Linked DNA regions of Pan troglodytes: region 1 is linked to region 2. A link is a contact called in public Hi-C data. All regions are on one chromosome and are shown on one strand. The core of a region is the stretch at or near the end of the contact, and the rest is flanking DNA. Distances in the headings are between cores, read along the strand shown. Region 1 holds the start of NTN1 (netrin 1). Region 2 overlaps STX8 (syntaxin 8).

The links. A called contact is a pair of places that touch in the nucleus more often than the background predicts.
Region 1: a contact with region 2 is called in a Hi-C map of induced pluripotent stem cells, with 2.3 times the contacts expected there. The contact joins the promoter of NTN1 here to the enhancer-like site in region 2. A contact is called at or near these places in 2 of 7 Hi-C or Micro-C datasets (induced pluripotent stem cells and stem cell-derived neural progenitor cells).

The regions. Positions count from the first base shown.
Region 1 is chr19:61,698,992-61,701,836 of NHGRI_mPanTro3-v2.0_pri, forward strand. NTN1 (netrin 1) reads right to left here and starts at 1,591. Exons shown (of 7, transcript XM_024350490.3): 1 at 1,540-1,591.
Region 2 is chr19:61,408,996-61,411,935 of NHGRI_mPanTro3-v2.0_pri, forward strand. All of the region lies in intron 7 of STX8 (syntaxin 8), which reads left to right. Among named protein-coding and RNA genes, the nearest start is that of STX8, 280 kb to the left of the region's middle. Within about 2 kb of position 1,671, at least 4 of the 24 cell types and tissues checked have an H3K27ac peak or open chromatin away from gene starts, as enhancers often do. A contact at or near this core is called in induced pluripotent stem cells, where this site is marked.

The DNA of each region.
Region 1 (2,845 bases), core at 341-2,840, 290 kb after region 2:
TCTGGAGCTTCACCTGGCTAGAGCCGAGCCAGCCCTACCCACTGGAGGCGCCACAGCCTGGCTGGAGGCGCTAATCCAGAGGACCGCGCCGCGAGCGCAGGATCCCGCTGCACCAGTGGGCTGGGGGTGCCGCAACAGGAAGGCCCCAGCATTCAAACTCCGTAGGCCGTACGTGCCCAACACTTAGCGCGTCACCGGATCCAGAAGGGATCAAAGGATAAAGCCTCAGCAGATGTCCCCAGGCGGACCCGAGGGTCCCAACAGGGGTGGCGAGCAGGAGGCCGGGGAAGACACCGTGTCACCTTCCAGGCCGCGAGGGCGAAGGGGCTGATAGCACAAGGAACTCGGAATAAAAAGTCTGTGCAGGTCGACCCTGTTTCTACTATCTATGCTTGTGCATTGAACTCCATTCACAATTTGGGAGCCCCAGAAGCTTGCCGTGTCGCCTCGGGCACGCTCCGGAGGGTCTGGGCCGCGGGCCCTCCTCTTTGGCGAACCTCGGGGGTTTTGGACGGACGCTCCCGAGCCCCAGCTCCGCCGTCCGCGCCTTGAGCAGTCGCCTGCGCCTCCTTCTAGATGCGCGTTTGATTTTCTAATCAATCTCTTTGTCCCCTGCGGCCTTCACCCGAGTCTCCAGTTTCCCCGTTTCCCTCGGCCCCCGCCTGGGTCCAGCTCTCGCCCGACTTTCCCGTCGAAGGCACTCGAGTGAGTGATTCCCGGGAGCCGAGGCCGAGGCCGGCGGGTCCGCGGCGCGGGCCGGAGCTGTATGGAAATGGCCAGAGGAGCCGGCGGGCGCGGCGGCGATTTATTCTGGGAGTGACAGCCCCTTTGAGCGCTCGGCGAATGGCATTTTCTGTCTGTGAAAGCCTTTCTTCCCACCTCTGTTCAGATTAGCCCGGGGGATGAATGCACCCATTATCCAGCCCGCTGACCATTCTGAAACGCCAAATTAATTACTAAGCACTGAATCAGGCGCCGGGGCCGGGGCACCGGGAGGTGTGAAAATAGCGAGCGGCTGGAGATGGGGAAAGCGAGGGGTGCAGCGCCGAGGGGGCCGGGCGGGGTGGCCCGGGGCGCGGGCGCGGCGGGGCCGGGGCTGGCTTGGCCGGCCGCCGAGCGCGACCTGCCGGCGTGACCGTGCGCGACCGCGGGGCGAGCGGGCTACAAAGGACCCGGGCGGGCAGGAAGGCGCGGAGCCGGGGTCGCGGCCCGGAGCAGGCTGGGGCTCGCCGAGACCGCGGCCAGAGCGCGCCAAGTGCGCAGGACGCGGGGCTGGGGCTCTGGCGTGCGCCCCTCGCCGCGCACCAGTGCCTACTTTTCCACGCACCGCCCGGGATGGCCGCCCCCAGACGGCCCGGGCCCGCGGCCACCCCCGCCATCCCCGCGCAGGCTCTACGCCGCTCCAGCTGCCCTCCGAGGCCTTCAAGAAAACTTGGGCGCCGCCCTCCGACCGCAGCCCCAGCCAGAGCTTCCCGAGCGCGGGGCAGCCGCGGGCCGCCCCCACCCGGCCGCGACTCGGGATCCGCGGGTGGCACTTACCTCCCCGAGGCGCCGGCGGCAGCGGGAGGCGAGCTCTCCGCGGCTCCCGCTCGAGTGCGCGGGGCACGGAGGAGCGCGCGCCTTTAAGACTCTTCCCCGAGACTCCGCCAGGTGGTGTCACGCCGGCCCGGCCCTCGCGGCTCCTCGCCCCGCGGCCACCCGGCTCCCCTGCCCATCGCGGGCAGAACACCAGCCTCCCGCTCGCACCCTGCGCCCCGCCGCTCGGGCTCCAGTGGAGCTGGGCCAAGATAGAATGCGTGTAACTTGGGACACACAACTATCCAACAGAAAGCCACCCAACCTACACACTCTAGCTTTGGTTTGTCTGGGGGTTGCAGGGGTCTTTTTGTTTGTCTGTTTGTTTGACCGAGTGCTAGGGGTAAAAATGGGGAGGAGAGAGCTGAGAAATCTGACCCAAGGACGTGCGATCATGTCCCCACTGCCATCACCAGCGACAAACCTCAATTCCATGCTAACTGGTCTTTTTGCCCTTCATCCAAGATGGTCCGCTGACACGCCTCCCCCAATTACCATTAAAATGACTGAAGAGATAAAATAGAGGGAGAACTGTCGCCACTTAACACTAGGGGAATGCGTCATTCACACTCCTGAAACTTAGAAAAGTTTAAGAGGACCCGAGGGATGGCTGAAGGAACTCCACATTCATCAGGCGAGAAGCAGGAGCCGGCCTGGGAATCCCCAGCACAACACTCCCCCGGTGCGCCTCCTCCAAGCTCTGGGTACGTGTGACAGTTCACCCGCGAGGCCGGCGCCTGGGAATCTCTGCCGAGCTTAAGGCTGCTGGAGGACACAGGTTTGCCGGCATAAACTAGGACCCTAGCTTCAGGCCATTATTAAAATTTTACATCATATGCTTGCTCTTTGAAGAATCATTTTTTGACATTGGCATTGTGATTTCAAACTACGTTCATAATTAACTCAGTTTTTCTCTTTTTTTGGTAGTGGGTGTGTGTGGGGGTGGGGGGCGGTGGGGGCGCAGGGTCCTGCTCAGTCATCCTGGCTGGAGTGCAGTACAGTGGCGGGATCATGGCTCACTGCAGCCTTGACCTCCCAGGCTCAAGAGATCCTCCCATCTCAGTCTCCCGAGTAGCTGAAACCACAGGTGCATGCCACCACGCCCGGCTAATTTTTAAAACACTTTTTATTTTGTAGAGACAAGGTCTCAATGAGTTGCCCAGGCTGGTTTGGAACTTCTGGCCTCAAGTGATCCTTCCATCTTGGCCTCTCAAAGTGTTGGGAATACAGGTGTAAGCCACTGCACCCAGCCTTCTAACTCAGTTTTTCT
Region 2 (2,940 bases), core at 421-2,920:
GGCCGAGACGGGCAGATCACTAGGTCAGGAGATCGAGACCATCCTGGCTAACACGGTGAAACCCCGTCTCTACTAAAAATACAAAAAAAAATTAGCCAGGCGTGGTGGCGGGCGCCTGTAGTCCCAGGTACTTGGGAGGCTGAGACAGCAGAATGGCGTGAACCTGGGAGGCGGAGCTTGCAGTGAGCCAAGATCGTGCCGCTGCACTCCAGCCTGGGCGACAGACAGAGACTCCATCTCAAAAAAAAAAAAAAAAGTACTATAAATGGTGACCACATAAAAAGTTAAACATGACATCTGGGGTTACTGCAAAGCTCAAAATGGATAACATATATGTCACGGTTCTTTGCAAAGTACAAAGTGTCGTATTCACTTCAAAATTAATGACAGTATTCTATTTTTATGGTAACATTTTCTGGGTAGACTGCTGGACCTTCTTACACCTCCTATCTCACTGTCATCACTTATCCAAGGACCTTAATCAGGTCTTTGAGAATTCTTCAAAGCTACCTCATGCCCAAGTTATAATGTTCTCATTAAAAAAAAAAAAAGTCTCTAAAATTCCACATCTTCTGTGAAGTCCTCATAAGCTGATTACAGGTAGGGGATGACTTCCCTGGGAAGCCATGTAAGGCAGTGGCTGCAGACACTGTTTTGAGGGGTCTACAGTCTGACTTTCTGGATTGGAATCCAGCTCCATTGGTTACCAGCTGTGAGACCTCGAGCATCCCTTAGATACTCCTAGAATACTACCTAGAAACTAGAAGTATTCATGGGATCTACCCAACATTGGGAGATTTGTGAGGGTGAAATGAATTATAGCATGTGTGTTCTTCAGAACAATGCTTGGCACTTTGTAAATGCTCTCACTATTCATTATTATTTTTCTTTATCTACCTAGGAGACATGGAGGTCCCTGGCTGCTGTGTCCCAGTGGTTATTTAGTGATTGTACCCAATTCAATAATATTGGTGAAATGAATTTAAATTTGCTTAACCAACCAGTATCCATGATGATACCGGATATTCATGTTTTGTTCCATTTTCTGTCAGGTTACTTTAATCTGTCTTGAAAATAATCTTCCTAGAGTTGCTTGCTGGTTGGGTGTAAGGCCTTGTGTTTGGAGAGAAGATGGGGGGCATGAGAGCTGAATAGCTAGTGGCATCTGAGGACTTGGGGCATGGGAACTGCAGAGCACATTCTTAGAAACAGCCAGAGAGCATTCAGCGAGGGGAAGACTTGTTGGCTCAAGAGGAAATTCTGCTGCTTCCAAACCAGCTTGGTGAAGCAAGATGATTCTGCAAGCCCTAGTAAGCCAGGGCCAGGACTGTGAGCTGTGCTGCTGAAGGGGTTCAATGCCAAAGTAAAGAAAGGGGATTCTTTTTAGTTGGAGGTGAGAGGAGGAAACTCCTTCCTGTAGGCCTCAGAATAAAGCATGCTCGAGATTAGCCATTAGCAGGTAGCTGGAGAAATATGAGTGCCTCCTCTTTATTTTGTCTGCTGTAAAGTTATCTCTGAAGTCTGTGTTGTGTTATGAAAGAGACAAGTTTAATAAGCAGATTCTATTTTTGTTCAAGCTGTGGCTTAGAAAAGCACCATAAATCTCTGAACTGGGAACCCACTGGGCTCTGTATGCCTGTCACTCTCCCTTCCACCACACGGTGGTGACACACCTAAGCTGCAGGTCTCCCACGCCAGTGAATGCTGAAGCCCCACGGACAGGCCCCACGGTGGAGACCGTGACACTGACTTCCAGGATGCCTTTGCTCTACCCTTATATCGTTCATATGTTTAGTACCCATTTATTTGTCTGAGGTTCTTCTTTGTGTAAAGGAATTGCCCTGTGGGCAGGGACTCCGTCCATCCACCTCTGGGCCAGTCCTGTACCTCCTGGATTCCCAGTGCCTCTGCCCCAGCTCCAGCAGCTTCTTCCTTAGCTCTAGTCCTGGTCTGGTTAGCTGGCAGCACCCCATCCAACACTCAGGAACACATCAACACAGGAGAAAATCCCACTTCTCCTTAGTTCAACTAAGGCAAGGCGGGAGGATTTGAAAGAGAACTTTTCCTTGGAAACAACACCAAAATATACACAAAAGCATAAATAAATGAATACGTTCACAGAGTTTAGCCTGCAGAACCAGACTTAAGATAAAACAGCAAGCAATAAAGACTGGCTAGCGGAGCCTTTGGACTGTTCAAAGCCCAGTTTCTTCCCCAACCTCAGTCTCTAGGAATCTTGTAGGGCAGTTTAGCAAAGATAGCTCAAATCCTATCCCAAGATAGATTTTATTTATAATTTGTGACCTATGTATTCCAAAGAGGACATGGGTAGTTTACAATAAAAGATGTATGTATATATAAAATCTCAAAGCTGTTAAAGAATAGAAAATGTTTACATGTAGAAGAGAACGTAAATAAAATATGTCCAATTCCTAAACTAATACCATATTTGAGCATTAAATTTAGCACTGAGGATAGAATCTTGGAAAACCAACACAGAAAGGGAAATATGATGTGTACCACAATGGAAGTATTTAATAGGAAAGGAAAGAAACATACTTTTTTTTTTTTTTTTTTTTTTTTTTTTTGAGACCGAGTCTCACTCCCATCGCCCATGCTGGAGTGCAGTGGCGTGATCATGGCTCACTGCAGCTTCAAATTCCCAGGCTTAGGTGATCCTCCCTCCCTCCTGAGTAGCTGGGACTACAGGTACCCACCACCACACCCAGCTAATGTTTTGTGTTTTTAGTGGACACGAGGTTTCACCATGTTGCCCAGGTTAGTCGTGAACTCCTCAGCTCAGGTGACTTTTCAGCTTCGGCCTCCCAAAGTGCTGGGAGGTGTGAGCCACTGCGCCCAGCCAAAACATACTTTTTAAGAAAGGCAAGCTTTTTCCTGATACTGAATATTTAATCTCAGTAATTGAAGCATATAATTCTA